4 separate regions of the Zea mays genome follow, and regions 1, 2 and 3 are each linked to region 4. A link is a contact called in public Hi-C data. All regions are on one chromosome and are shown on one strand. Each heading gives the region's core, a stretch centred on a gene start, on an enhancer-like site or on the middle of the called end of the contact. The rest is flanking DNA. Distances are from core to core; before and after follow the strand shown.

Region 1 (3,422 bases), core at 743-3,242, 130 kb before region 4:
CCTTACGCCTATAAAAGGAAGGTCCAGGGCTCTCGTACGAGAAGGTTGGCCGCGCGGGGGGACGGGCCGACGCGTAAGGCTCTCCCACGCGAACGCTTGTAACCCCCTACTGCAAGCGCACCCGACCTGGGCGCAGGGCAACACGAAAGCCGCGGGTTTCCCCTTTGCTTGTTTCTTTCCCCCTTCGTGCTCCGTCTCGCGCCGACCCATCTGGGCTGGGACACGCGGCGACAATTTACTCGTCGGTCCAGGGACCCCCCGGGGTCGAAACGCCGACAAGCATGGTCTAACATGACCCATTTGTGGACCGACCTTACTCGCCCTAATCTAACCCACCTTATATACAAGTATGACCAACTCGGTCCTCACTTTCGAGCTCTGTTAAAAAGACATAAAAAACAACAATAAAAATTAGGGAAAATTAAATTACTTTTGAGCTAGGTTACAAGATAGGCCCTGGGCCGCCTAGCACGACACGACCCGTTTAAAATTAGTCGGATCATGCTTGTGTTCAGACTTTCGGCCTACCAGAACGACACAATCCACTATTTATCTGTGTCGTGTCTTGGTCCGATTAAATTGATACGGTCTATGATAGATTACTTATATGTTAACCTCCCATTGTTTTTTTAAACTGAGAAGCCAGCCCATTGTTAAAGAATAATCAAATATAAATTGTCAGCCCAACCCGGTGCTACCAAAGTCTTCGGCTGCTTCGTTTCTCGTTTATGGGCCTAATTAATAAACAATTAAAAGTGAAGATGGGCCACTTCAAAGTACAAGACATTGGGCTCCTTTGCCATGGTTTTAGATTCCTAGATCTAAATCGAATCATCTAAAGTAACCGTCCGTTTAGCTAGCTCGCTAGATTCTTGAAACTAGAACAAGAAAAACTAGGTTTTAGGTGTTACCGATCAGTGGTATCCGCGCAGACAGACGGCTATGAGAACGAGGAGGGAGGGAGTATCCGTGGTTGAGTGAGGCTCGTCGACGCGACGGTGCCCAAGCTCTCGTTTTCACGTTTTGGCCTGGCTCTGCCACTGGACGACGACAGGGCGTGAGAGCAGCACAGGAATGAGATGGCGAGCTCGACAAAAATGCCTAGCGGTCTCAACGGGATGGCAATTGGATGGAGTTTTAACCGCAGTTTTTCTATTATTTGTCGAGAATAGTTCATTTAGTTAGACTCTTGGAGTTGCTTTAGCTAACTTTTAAACTCTATAAGACTATAGGCCTGTTTAGAGAGGAGCCTACGGCGCCGCAGCCCGCCACACCTGCGGCGCCGGCCGATTTGGGCGCCACACCCGCGGCAGCCGGAGTGTGGCGTGGTGTGGCGCTCGAGCCAGCCCACCAAACAAGCCCTATAACTCTAACGACGTGAGGTGTGCTCGCGAGGCCTGTGACAGTAGTTTGCGCTTAGGAGATAAACGGCTTGTTTTACTTGTTGAATGAACCTAACGCTCAAATCGGTCGAACACAACACTCACCTGCACGATCTAGCTAGCCAGGTAATTAGGGCAATTTAAATTTGCCGCAGGTTCAGCAGGTCACACACACACTAGAGACTGCAACTCACAATTACTACAGACAGTGGAAGTGGAAGGAGCAACGCTCTCAGATGAGCGCAGCGGAGCAGAGCAAGAGCCAAGAGCAATCAAACGGGCCAGAAAACCGTGGCGCCGTCCGCGACCGGCAAGAGCAATCAAACCTGCGGCCGCGAGCATTTCACGTACAGACGCGAGCTCTGGAGCAGCGAGGAGCGTACTACCTCAGTACCTCCGTGTCTGGTGTCAAAGGCGAAGACGCTCGGCGTACTACAACACAGTGATCGATGGAAACATGCCCCTAGCTAATTCCCTAGTCGTACGGCGCGCGGCATGACCACCATTCCTGCAGCCAGGTTCCTGTTTCGGCAGGGGCGCACGAAGCTGCGAACCGCAACCGCAACTTCCAGTCTTCCACTCCCGTACCAAGAGCCAACGGTTTCCCAGGGTTGACCGGACCAGAGGCATCAGCGTCATGCAGCCATGTGAGCTACCGGTACACCGTACCGGAGTTGTAGTCGTCTCGAGAAACCCGCTGCGTCGAGTTTGAGAACCTCAGGGTCTGGTTCACGAAATATAACGTAAATAGTAATAGTAATGATTTATACTCGAATATTAGTAAATTTGAACAAGCCAATATTAGTTTATAGTTTAGTATCTCATTACGATTAGATTTAAACAAACATGTGACCACAGACAGTGGCTCTCAGTTTCAGTCCCGGAGACGGACGTCGAGTAGCAGCTAGCTAGCGCAGCATGCAGGGAGAGACGATGGATGACGACGACGCCCAGCGCCCCCCTACCTGTCACCTGTGTTTCTTTTGAGCCATTATTTCAGTTGCCGCCGGTAGGAAAATACACCGTGGGCTGCTGACGCGACCTTGGCACAAAGAACACGCCAGCTGCTCTGCTCGTCGTCGTCGAGCTCGATCGTGTCAGCTGATAGCTCCGCTGTGTCGTTTACGTCCGCGCCACGCGCGCGCTCGCTGCCTCCTGGCTCCTGGCGCTGCTCCTCGTCTTCCTTTCCCCATCCGCAGATGCGCTTTTGCCGCGACCGTTTGCGCATGCAGTGCAGGGATCATGGGGTTCATTCATGGCGCGGTTAATTTACCACGTACGTCACGTAATAAGAGCATGCATGCATGCAGTTGGGAACCAACAAGAACAAGCTAGGGGACACAGGTATCTGTGGGATCGTGACTCATATACTGCTCATATATATGCTGAATTCAAACCTCGCAAATTCCCTTTTGGATTTAATAAAGAAACTAGACAATATATTGTAGTAGTTTTCCTGTTGTGTAATGTCCATCTACTCACAGAGTGGCCGTTGTGACCATCAAACGTAACGGTTTGAACATTGGATCATTGATATCGTCTAACTTTTTATTATTATTATAATTTCAAAGGCCGTGCTGATACATTTCTCTTCCCGAGAACATATCCACTACGTGCCTACGTGCACATGAGTGTTTGGTATACATGAACTAACAAAGTTTACAAAAATATCTGAAAAAAATTCATACATATTCTTTCAATCTTACTCCAATTATATACAAAATTTTAAGTTAAAAATTCATTATACTTTAGCCATAATAAAAAAAGATAAAATTTCTGATAAGTTTAAATTATAAAATCGTCTAAAATATTATCTTTTTTTATAACTAAAATATAACGATTTTGAACTTGAAACTTTGTATATAATAGGAGTAGGATGAAAATAATATGTATGATTTTTCCAGATTTTTTGGTAAATTTTATTAGTTCATGTGCACCAAATACTCATGTGCACCGGATGTGTTCCGTTCTCTTTAATATGGTATCATAAGTTCTATGGGAAGTAGGAAAACAAAGCATCTGACCCATGCATTAGCTCAC
Region 2 (3,145 bases), core at 524-3,023, 220 kb before region 4:
TTGCTGGTAAAGAAGCCGTGTGTTGACCCTAACCTGTTACCAATTACAGATCAACGTCAATCGATCATATAGCTAATGTTAAAAGAAAAAACATATCACCGAATAATATGAGGCAAAAGTAAATCACTCAAGAACCACGATAATAGAGGAAAGGTAAGGACATGAATGTGATTGAGAAAAAGAATAAGGATACTATGAATATACCATGGTAAATTAGTTTACTTAAAAAAAGTTTAACAATGTGTGCCCGCAATAAGATGCCAGCATAAAACATCATGACTCAACGTGTATGACAGATAGAGAAATCAGCACATTATGCGTACCTCCTTGGATTTTAAATCCTGGCCTTTTAGCTTACTTTGCTCAACTTCCCAAAGGAAATCTTCCTTCAAGTCCATGGGTGGAGGAAATAGAAAGCATGTAATGTATCAGCTTTATCTTAAACTGATGCCAAAAGGAATAAAAAAACTCACTTCACATCGCTCTTGCAGAAGCTTAGGCACAGTAATCAACGACTCCACAAATGACTTAGTCTGCAAGATGAGTATCCATATAGAACTCAATGAGCACTTAAGCAGTCCCATTTTTAAACCAACAAGAAAGTAGACATCGAGGAGTACGAATTGTTTCATTTGCTTTAGAAGTCATGCCTAACTTATTACCATTTTAACAAGACGGCTGCGATATTCACCAGATATTGTAATCTGCATTTTGAAGTAAGTTAGAATGACTAAACACTATTAGAGGAATGTCACTAAACCAAAACACGAGGAGAAAAACTCATCCAAAAAAACACAGGTGCCAAAGCTCATGTCAGGTAAAACGTAAAAGCAGTGAATCATGGGTCAAAGTCTAATAACCTAATTGCAGCAGATAAATAAAAAAGCAACAGAGGCAGGAAAACATTTAAAATTATATGATGGGAAATGGTAATGGCACAGTGAATAGTATTATTTGCATTTATACAGTGTCGTCTCTATTGTCCACCTTTTAGTTCAAAGAAATGCATCGAAACAGAACTTCTTAGAGACACAGACACCTCATAAACGCTACAAAGTGGCCAATTCAGTCCATATACACATAGCTAGTGCCACCAAAACACATGACAGGATACAATCATACAATCCTAGTCTGAGAAAGTTAACTAATCAAATACACACCAGACACCACGAAACAAACTTACTACCCACAACGATGGCATCAGAATAAATTGCATATACTCACGTCCTGTCCTAGGTGGGCAATGATATCAACGAGCACGGAGCCGAGCTCCTCCTCCCGCCGTGCCTCCTCCACGAACACCACCGACTCCAGTGCCACTCGGCTCTTCTGGGGCGGCAAGTCGCCCAGCACCTGCGCATCCCAGCCCACCCAGTCAGCACAGAAGGACCAACGGGTGGAGGAAAACCAAATCACGGAGCAACCCGAACTGTCGAAAGCTTACAATCGCCCAGCAGAGCTCGTAGAGGAAGCGCGCCATGGGGACCGGATCAGGGATGCGGAAGGCGCCGGCGGACTGGCCCTTCCATTCGCGAAGGGACTCATCCGTGATGTGCTTGTAGTCGGGCGCCTGCAGAGGGGGCGACATGGCGGTGGCGGCAGTGTTGGTTCGGGTGAGGGTTTTGGGGATTAGGGTTTCATGGGAGCTGCCAAAGGCCAGAGAAAGAGGAGCAGGACCGGGGTGGTACCGATGGAGAAGGCGAGGAAGACAAGGACGGCAGAAGCGCGGTGTGTGCAAGCAAGAACGGGATGCGTGGCTTCCGTTTTTTGTTTTACACCAGTGAAAACAGAGGCTTGCCTAGTGCGATCTAAGCTGTCAACGGTCCAGATCCAGCGTTCATAATAGCTACCAAAGTAAACGAATATGTACATTTCAACAGAGTTTATATATTGGATCATTTGTTCTCGTTTGTGCATTTTAGAATCAGATTATATATCGTAGTTATATACTCCCTCTATCCCAAACTAAAATTCGTTTAAGAATTTTAATGAATCTATACAATGTTGATGTATGTTTTTTATATATAAATATTTACCATCATCCATTTAAATATAGTAACAAAAAATAAGAGTTAAGCCGAATAATAATTTAGATCCCTTGTATTCATACGATAGATGAGTTTAAATTGTGGATAGATGGTAAATCAATTATAGCTTTATTTGGATGCTCGTGTATCTCATATTCTCATCCAGTCCATGTGCGTTGGAATGTGATGTTAAATTTTTTGGCTACTTTCTTCAATTGTGACAAGTAGGATATATAATTTATATTCTTGTGTGTAGCATTGAGCTTATTAAGATTCATAAAAAACAAACATTAAATTTGTTCTAACCCTTTTTAAATGATTGGTATAAAATCCAGATACGCATACAGATTCAAATTTGGGTGTTTTTTACTTTTTCCATGTATGAAGAAAACAATGCACGAACAAATATACAAAAAATTATTCTTGTTTTTCATAATATTCTTAACAACATAATTAAATATTAGCACCAAATTACATGTATATCTATGTTAAGATATTGAATTTATCATATACTAAATAAAATTAGTTACTCGCGCTCACAAAGTGGGTCGAGTGACGAAAGAGTGTGATGTAGTGATTTTGAAGAAAAAAAAATCACACTCTAGTATTAGATAGAGAGAGATTTATATGTTTTTTAGGTCTTTAGCTTTGACTCTCGCATTTTTTTCAAACTTACACACTATGATGTTGCACAGACGTTGAGACTGGGAGATTAGTACAACCACACTCGTAGCTTGTGTCTTATAGCATAACTGAACATTAAGGGACAGTTGGATCTCTTTATTTTAAAGGAATTGAAATTTACTTAATATAGTAGCCTACTTAGTTTGAGATTTGGTATTCAACCACTTTTTAAAGTTCAAATATAAACATGTCTCAAATTCATAGAGTTGAGGGATTGAAATTGATTTTATATATCTTTAAGCTATGACTCTGCTCTGCAATTTATAACACGCTCTTCAGTTCGCTCATCTGTACCGAAAATATTGCACATAAATATCTTCCTCATATAACTAACAGTGGTATACAAATATGTTATGCGTTGAACCATGTTAACTTAATTGATTTATGCCTAAATTACTGTTATAAAATGGGATTCAATGCCAAGAATCCAAACG
Region 3 (3,310 bases), core at 171-2,670, 250 kb before region 4:
CGTTGGCGCACCGGACATGTCCGGTGCACACCGGACAGTCCGGTGAATTATAGCGCGCCGGCCTCCGCGAATTCCCGAGGGCGAAGGGTTGAAGTCGAAGTCCTCTGGCGAAGGGTAGAAAACGAAGTCTACGGGCGCACCGGACACTGTCCGGTGCACACCGGACAGTCCGGTGCCTCCAGCCAGAGGTGCCCTCGGTTGCCTTATTGCTCCTTTGTTGAATCCAACACTTGGTCTTTTTATTGGCTAGATGTGAACCTTTTGCACCTGTATAACTTATACACTAGAGCAAACTAGTCAGTCCAATATTTGTGTTGGGCAATTCAACCACCAAAATTATTTAGGAACTAGGTGTAAGCTTAATTCCCTTTCAGTTGGTACAATCATGAATGCATCCGTTGCAGGTGATGGGAGAAAAGGATGACCCTAAGAGGGCAAAATTGGCTTGTATAGAAGGGAGGGGGCTTGCTGCCTCTTGGGATGGCAGTCACACCCGTGGGTGCGGGTGTCCACGTGTTTCACACCCATTCGTGTAGGTTTGGGTGTTAAATTCCACCCATGTGTTTACACTTGTCCTGACCCGCAAAATGATGGGATGGCCTAGATGTGACTTTTCATCCATGGGTGCCTAATGGGCACCAAAATATTAATTTTGAGTAATTGTTCACATGTAATTTTGGTCCAACCCAATGAAACCTTAGGTTGTCTACTCATCTTCACTTTTTTCAAATGTGAACTAGTCAGGTGCCCATGCATTGCCACGATTTCTATATATCATATGAGTAGACTTTGTTTCAATAAGACACAAAAATGTGTGTTCTATATGTTAGCTGGTGTGATTGTGGAGCCAATAACTAAGGTCCAAACCCTTGCTTATGCATAATTTTACATTATTTTTGTATTAAACGGGAAAGATGACACGGAACGACCGTTGAAACTGGTGCTTTATATAGTAGAGATTGATATTGAAATATCCATTGTGTGCTTCTAAATAATTATATGTAGTGTGCTTCTAAATATTTATATGTGTTTTCATTATTTTTGTGATGCTTTTATTTAATTATTTTTAATTGTCGATTACCTAATGGGTGTCAACACAGAGTGAGTGCAAGTGTGACATGCTAGGTGTCAATATGGATGGACTCCCCTCATTCACACACCCATAGGCGGCAGGTCCCACAGAAATCCCAATTTCTATCACAATTAGATCCCTGCCGTTAAAGTGCCCGACACCATTTTCTCAATTTTCAGTTTTAGAATATAGTTTTAAAATTTTGAATATTTTTAAATGTGAAAATGAAACACTACAACAAATTGGTAGCACCCAAAGCCGAATGAATGGGTCAAAAAACACAAGGCCTTAAGCCTTCCGTTGTGCTCCGCGAGGAAAGCGAGGAGGCGGCCGGTTCGGTGCTGAGTGCTGAGTTGTTGACCAACGGGAAGTCCAGTACCCAAGCGGAGCCACCAAGGAAAGGAGGAATGGAAGCCACCGGCGCAGCCTCGCAGCCCTCGGCGCCGCAGACAACTCACCCGGCGGTGGCGCCGCTGGCCTTCCTACTGGGGAAGTGGCGCGGGGAAGGCGAGGGCAGCTTCCCCACCATATCCTCCTTCCGGTACGGCGAGGAGCTCCTCTTCTCGCATCATCCCTCCAAGGCGTGTGGCCCTCTCTACCTGCGATGTTTCTCTCGCGAGAAAATCTTCCCTTCGGCTGCCAAATTCTTAGAGCTTTTTCTTTGGCTTACGGATCGGCGGTGGTGGGTGGCTGCAGCCAGTGATCTCGTACACGCAGAAGACGTGGAAGACGGCGTCTGGCGAGCCGATGCACGCCGAGAGCGGGTACTGGCGGCCCCGCCCTGACGGCTCCGTCGACGTGGTCATCGCTCAGAGCACTGGCCTCGCCGAGGTCCAGGTGAGCTCCTCACTCCTCAGGCCAGTAGGCTTCTTCTCTCTCTCTCTTTTTTTTTCTAAAAAACGAGTTTTACCTCTGCTTTTCAGAAAGAAAAAAAAACAGACCCCCTTGGTCCTTAGGCCTACTGACCATCTTCCATTTTGCCATATGATATCTGAAAATTTATCATCAGCCCCTTGCCAGAGAAACTTAGCCTTAATGCTATCCAGTGCTCATGAATTCTTTCCTGCGGCTTATAAAAGCTCATACGGTAAAGTAGGATACTGCTTAAACAAGAATCTGTTAGGATCTGTCTGCCTCTAGAAGTTAAAAACTTCTTTCTCCAAGGATCCAACATCTTCACCATCTTTCAAGCATAATGGGGTGGGCCGGTGGGGTGTGCATTTTTGGGGACAGATGCACATTGCTACCTGTGCATGTGCCATCGCATATGTTGCATAGCTAGACCCTGGTGAACTACTTATACTTACTACACATCTGTTGCTTGTACCGGCATCTGAAGAATGATTTATGCTGTTGTGGCTAGAGATGAAGGACATGAGTATCTCTAATTGTGGCACTGAAACTATTATCAGACCAGCATTCCATTGGAGAAGTTGTATTATGTTTATGTATTAGGAGATTTGCATTATCGATGATCGATAGGAAATGAATATAATTGTAGAAAATTAGTGACCAGCGGAATGGCCGCCCGGGCTTGTCGGCAAAGTGCAAAAAAATATTTGTATTATAGAAAACACCGTATCTTTTTAGATTTTATACAATGAGAATCATCCAGGCTTGTAAAAGTTTCTGGGTCTACCACCTCTTGATGTTTTTACTTTTCTTGATGGAATGGAACTATGGAGCAGTACATTTTCAGACAGTCTAGTTGCAAATGATAATTGATACATGAGTGCAAAATAGTTACTAGTTACAGCTAATAGTCATCCTTGTGCCTCTTCAAATTGTTGCTAAATGGAAAGTATAAGGCTATTTCTAGCAGCCTTACTCATATCATCTCATATTTCAAACTCCACTTTGTAAAAAGTACAGACTGCATTGTAAAACAGTGTTTTGTGGGATCATATGCACGGTCTGCTGGCCATAGCCTAAGTTCACCTCATAGTAGTTTTCATTTAAATTTAAATATGTTGCTATAGTAGTTCTCATTTAGATTTAAATATGTTGCGCCTTGGACTAAAAGGCACTTGCTAGCTGAAAATTATGTCACTTTTCTGGAAACTTGTATGCTATTCATAGCTTAAGTAACGTGTGTTTGGTTTATGGAGCCACTTTTTCGCTTCTATGGAATTGCAGAAGGGTTCATTTGATGCTGAAAAGAAAACAGTGACACTCCAAAGCGAACTCGTAGGGAATGCATCAAAGGTACTGTTCACTGGATAACTGTTGTTCTGTCTT
Region 4 (3,147 bases), core at 440-2,939:
GAAAATTGCATGTGTCTGTGGAAAAAAAACACAGATGAAAAACTAAAGTACACAAACAAACTCAGCATCATCACAAGTGCCCCCCGGCCCAGGGCCATAATGGCCACTGGAATCGCACAAGGAGGGGAAAATAAAGGCTATGCACACACACACACACACATCAATTGTCGATCGTGGTCGTGGGAATCGCACCACAAACGAGCATGAACAAAAGGCGAAAAAACAAACCTGTCTCTACGCAAAGAAATTAATAAAAGTGTTTCCATACGCGCGCATCCCAGCCACAACAAGGCGCGAAGGCAGGCATATGCATGCATCTACGACCCGGCGCGCGGCCGTGTGAGAGAGGCTCTCGGTCTCGGCGCGAGCTGAGAGCTCGACACATCAGATACACACCACCGGCCGGACAGGGCAGATGAAGCCAAAAACCAGCCCGTCGTCCTGTCCAGTACAAGTATCAATTGTGTATAATACAATGCAAGAGAGCGCGGGCATCTCTTTTCCGCGAAAGCGAGGTGAGCGCAACCGATTGGAAGAAGAGCCGCGCGCAGCTAGCCATGGCGCCGGGAGTCGTCGGTCAGAGTTACGTTGGAAACAGCGCCGAATATTCACCCACACCAGCTCCTGGACAGGAAGAGAGAGAGAGAGAGATAGGCCAACACGAGGACGACGAGACGGTATAGCTAGAGTAATCGGCGCCGAAAAGGACTCTTCTGTCGTCTGCAGATGCATGGCACCACCGCCACGCACCTAATCTGCATTGTGCTGGGGGGAAGGGCCCTGATAAAATATACTACTCCGTGCGTAGTGTGTGTGATCTGCTGTTGCATCTGAAGGAAGTAAACAATTAATGTGGATCGTCATCGATTAGCTTGTGCGATCGAGAATCCTATGCGCTGGGGTGGTTTAGGTTAAACAAGCTAGCAAATGAGCCGCCACTACATGCGTGCGATACGAATTGTAGGAAAAGCTGGGGCAAATCCTATCCTAAATTCCTTCCCGGCCGGATAGGGCTAGCCTGCACGCGTTAGCTAGAATAGCTTTGAGATGTACTCCTAGATAGATAGACGATAGATGCATTTGCACTTGCGAGCGATAATGGATGGGAAGAAATTTAAAAGCTAATCATATTGTCGAACAACAAGCTTAGCTTAGCCAGCGAGACGTAGAGTGCAGAGTATCACGATCGCGACAGCGTCAGGTCTTGGTCTGAACTCTGAAGCGTGCCAAGTGGCCAACACGGAGGATGATAGCACCCTGGTGGGTCGCAGTTGGACTATAGAGTGAGGAGAGATCTTCATAGCATCTGGATGTGGTTCTTGGCTACCTTTGCCGTACACTAACTAATAATAATAAAAGAAAACATCATCACATATGTAGGCGCTAGCAGTTAGAATGTTCCATCATCTGTGTGTATGCGCTGTCGTCGACTCGTTGTTGACATAAAGCATCCTGGTGGGCTAACCCTCTTATATCCACATTCCATAGCATGCTCGATCCGATCCAGCCCATAGTTAATTTACCTGCACGTAATCAGCCCACTGCGCACCGTTCCCGAGCCCTGTGGGCCTAACCCATCCAAACGCGCAATAGGCCCAACACCAACCACGCCGTGCCAGACGCTGGCCTAGATCAAAGCTACGGCCTACGGGCAAAGCGAACGGAAGCCCCCGACGCACGCGCCCGCCTAGGCCCAGCCGCCCAGCCAGCTCGTCGGATACAGAAGACTCCTCTCCCTTCTCTGCATCCGTTCCCCGCCCTCTCGCGCATCCACCGCCACCGCGCCGCTCCATGAAGGACCCGTTCGAGGCGGCCGTCGAGGAGCAGGACTCGCCGCCGGACTCGCCGGCGCCGCCCGAGGAGGAACCCGGCGCCGCGGGCCTCGCGGACGACGCCGAGGACTACGACGGCGGCCCGCCCCCGCGCCAGCCGTCGGCGCCGGCGTCGCACGCAGCATCGGCCGCGGCCAAGGCCAAGGGCCGGGTCCAGAGGGAGCAGCAGGAGGATGACGACGACGACGAGGACCAGATGGAGGTTGACCTCGACAAGCTTCCCAGCAGCACTGGCGACCCTGACAAGCTCGCCAAGATGAAGTTCGTGCCTAAACTGTTCACTTTTTTTTTTAATCTAGCAAATGGCACTGCATTGTTATCTGTACAAATTCGCTGGTTACTCGTAATTGGAATGATTCTCTGAGGAGTAGATATGCGTTTGGGGGACTGCGAACCTTAATTCTGCCTATGTTAACCACATAGATCATTAACGATGCAAAGCAAATGGGTGGCCATTCCATGCCTTATTGCTGGTAGTTTTTCGTTGATTTTTCACAGGCCTAGCTGTGCTTTCTTACATAAACATAAAGTCATAAACATGTAGGTGTGGTTGCTGATCACTAGATCAGCAAGTTGGTGAACCCTTACTCTTGCTTTTGTTGAACACACAGAAACCAATTACATATAACAAAACTAGCAGCTCTCACTCTCAGTTGAATCATGCTACCACATCAATATTAGTGTTAGCATTGTTTGCCCTTATCTTTTGTATGGGTGTTTGATAGTAGGCTTGTTTCCATGATCCTTTGTATTTAGAAAGTTATTTGTCTCAGCATATGTTGGTGCCAGCATAGCCTGTTCCCAACTCCAGGTAGAAGGAGGAGGGTTGCGTTCTCTGTTCTTAAGGCGTCGCCTAGGCGTCCGGGCGGTGGTCTAACGCCTAGGCGCCTTGCCCGCCTACCTCGCCTAGGCGTCGCCTAGGCGTCCAGGCGGTGCTCCAACGCCTTGGACCGCCTTACCGCTTTAAAAACCATGGTTGCGTTAGGCGTGGCGAGCTAGCTATAAAAAAAATTAACCACTCATATGGAGATGAAACCCAATAGAAAACCATTGGTGCGTAACCCTCTTAGCGACGCATCATATCGGAGTATTGTGTTAAATGGGCAAGGGCCGGGCCGCCACCCTCTTGGTGGCGCACCGTGTCGTGATTTGGATGCGTTGTCAAGTGAGCAAGGATCGTGTCGTCGCTTCCTTAGTGGCGCGCTACATCGGCGCCCGGATGTAGTGACAAATGTGCAAGGGTCTTCGCATCTGTCTCAATGGGTGTGAGGGGTAAGTAAGCTAGTTGAGCTGACTACGATCCGTGTAGGTAGTT

What was found. A called contact is a pair of places that touch in the nucleus more often than the background predicts.
Region 1: a Hi-C map of tassel shows a contact between it and region 4, with 4 times the contacts expected there. The contact joins the enhancer-like site here to the promoter of LOC100286233 in region 4. A contact is called at or near these places in 8 of 25 Hi-C or Micro-C datasets (ear, endosperm, leaf and 2 more).
Region 2: a Hi-C map of leaf shows a contact between it and region 4, with 4 times the contacts expected there. The contact joins the promoter of LOC103652539 here to the promoter of LOC100286233 in region 4. A contact is called at or near these places in 7 of 25 Hi-C or Micro-C datasets (bundle sheath, ear, leaf and 1 more).
Region 3: a Hi-C map of endosperm shows a contact between it and region 4, with 2.2 times the contacts expected there. The contact joins the promoter of LOC100282456 here to the promoter of LOC100286233 in region 4. A contact is called at or near these places in 7 of 25 Hi-C or Micro-C datasets (bundle sheath, ear, endosperm and 3 more).

The regions. Positions count from the first base shown.
Region 1 is chr3:214,338,956-214,342,377 of Zm-B73-REFERENCE-NAM-5.0, reverse strand. No RefSeq gene overlaps it. Among protein-coding and RNA genes, the nearest start is that of LOC103651353, 20 kb to the left of the region's middle. Within about 2 kb of position 1,992, at least 13 of the 20 cell types and tissues checked have an H3K27ac peak or open chromatin away from gene starts, as enhancers often do. A contact at or near this core is called in ear, endosperm, leaf and 2 more, where this site is marked.
Region 2 is chr3:214,424,954-214,428,098 of Zm-B73-REFERENCE-NAM-5.0, reverse strand. LOC103652539 (THO complex subunit 2) reads right to left here and starts at 1,773. Exons shown (of 33, transcript XM_020550513.3): 1 at 1,445-1,773; 2 at 1,225-1,353; 3 at 663-704; 4 at 474-533; 5 at 324-386; 6 at 1-33. The coding sequence starts at 1,588.
Region 3 is chr3:214,457,866-214,461,175 of Zm-B73-REFERENCE-NAM-5.0, reverse strand. It overlaps LOC100282456, which reads left to right and starts at 1,420. Exons shown (of 4, transcript NM_001155366.1): 1 at 1,420-1,653; 2 at 1,769-1,909; 3 at 3,209-3,277. The coding sequence starts at 1,480.
Region 4 is chr3:214,204,989-214,208,135 of Zm-B73-REFERENCE-NAM-5.0, reverse strand. LOC100286233 (transcription initiation factor TFIID subunit 11) reads left to right here and starts at 1,689. Exons shown (of 4, transcript NM_001159121.1): 1 at 1,689-2,093. The coding sequence starts at 1,792.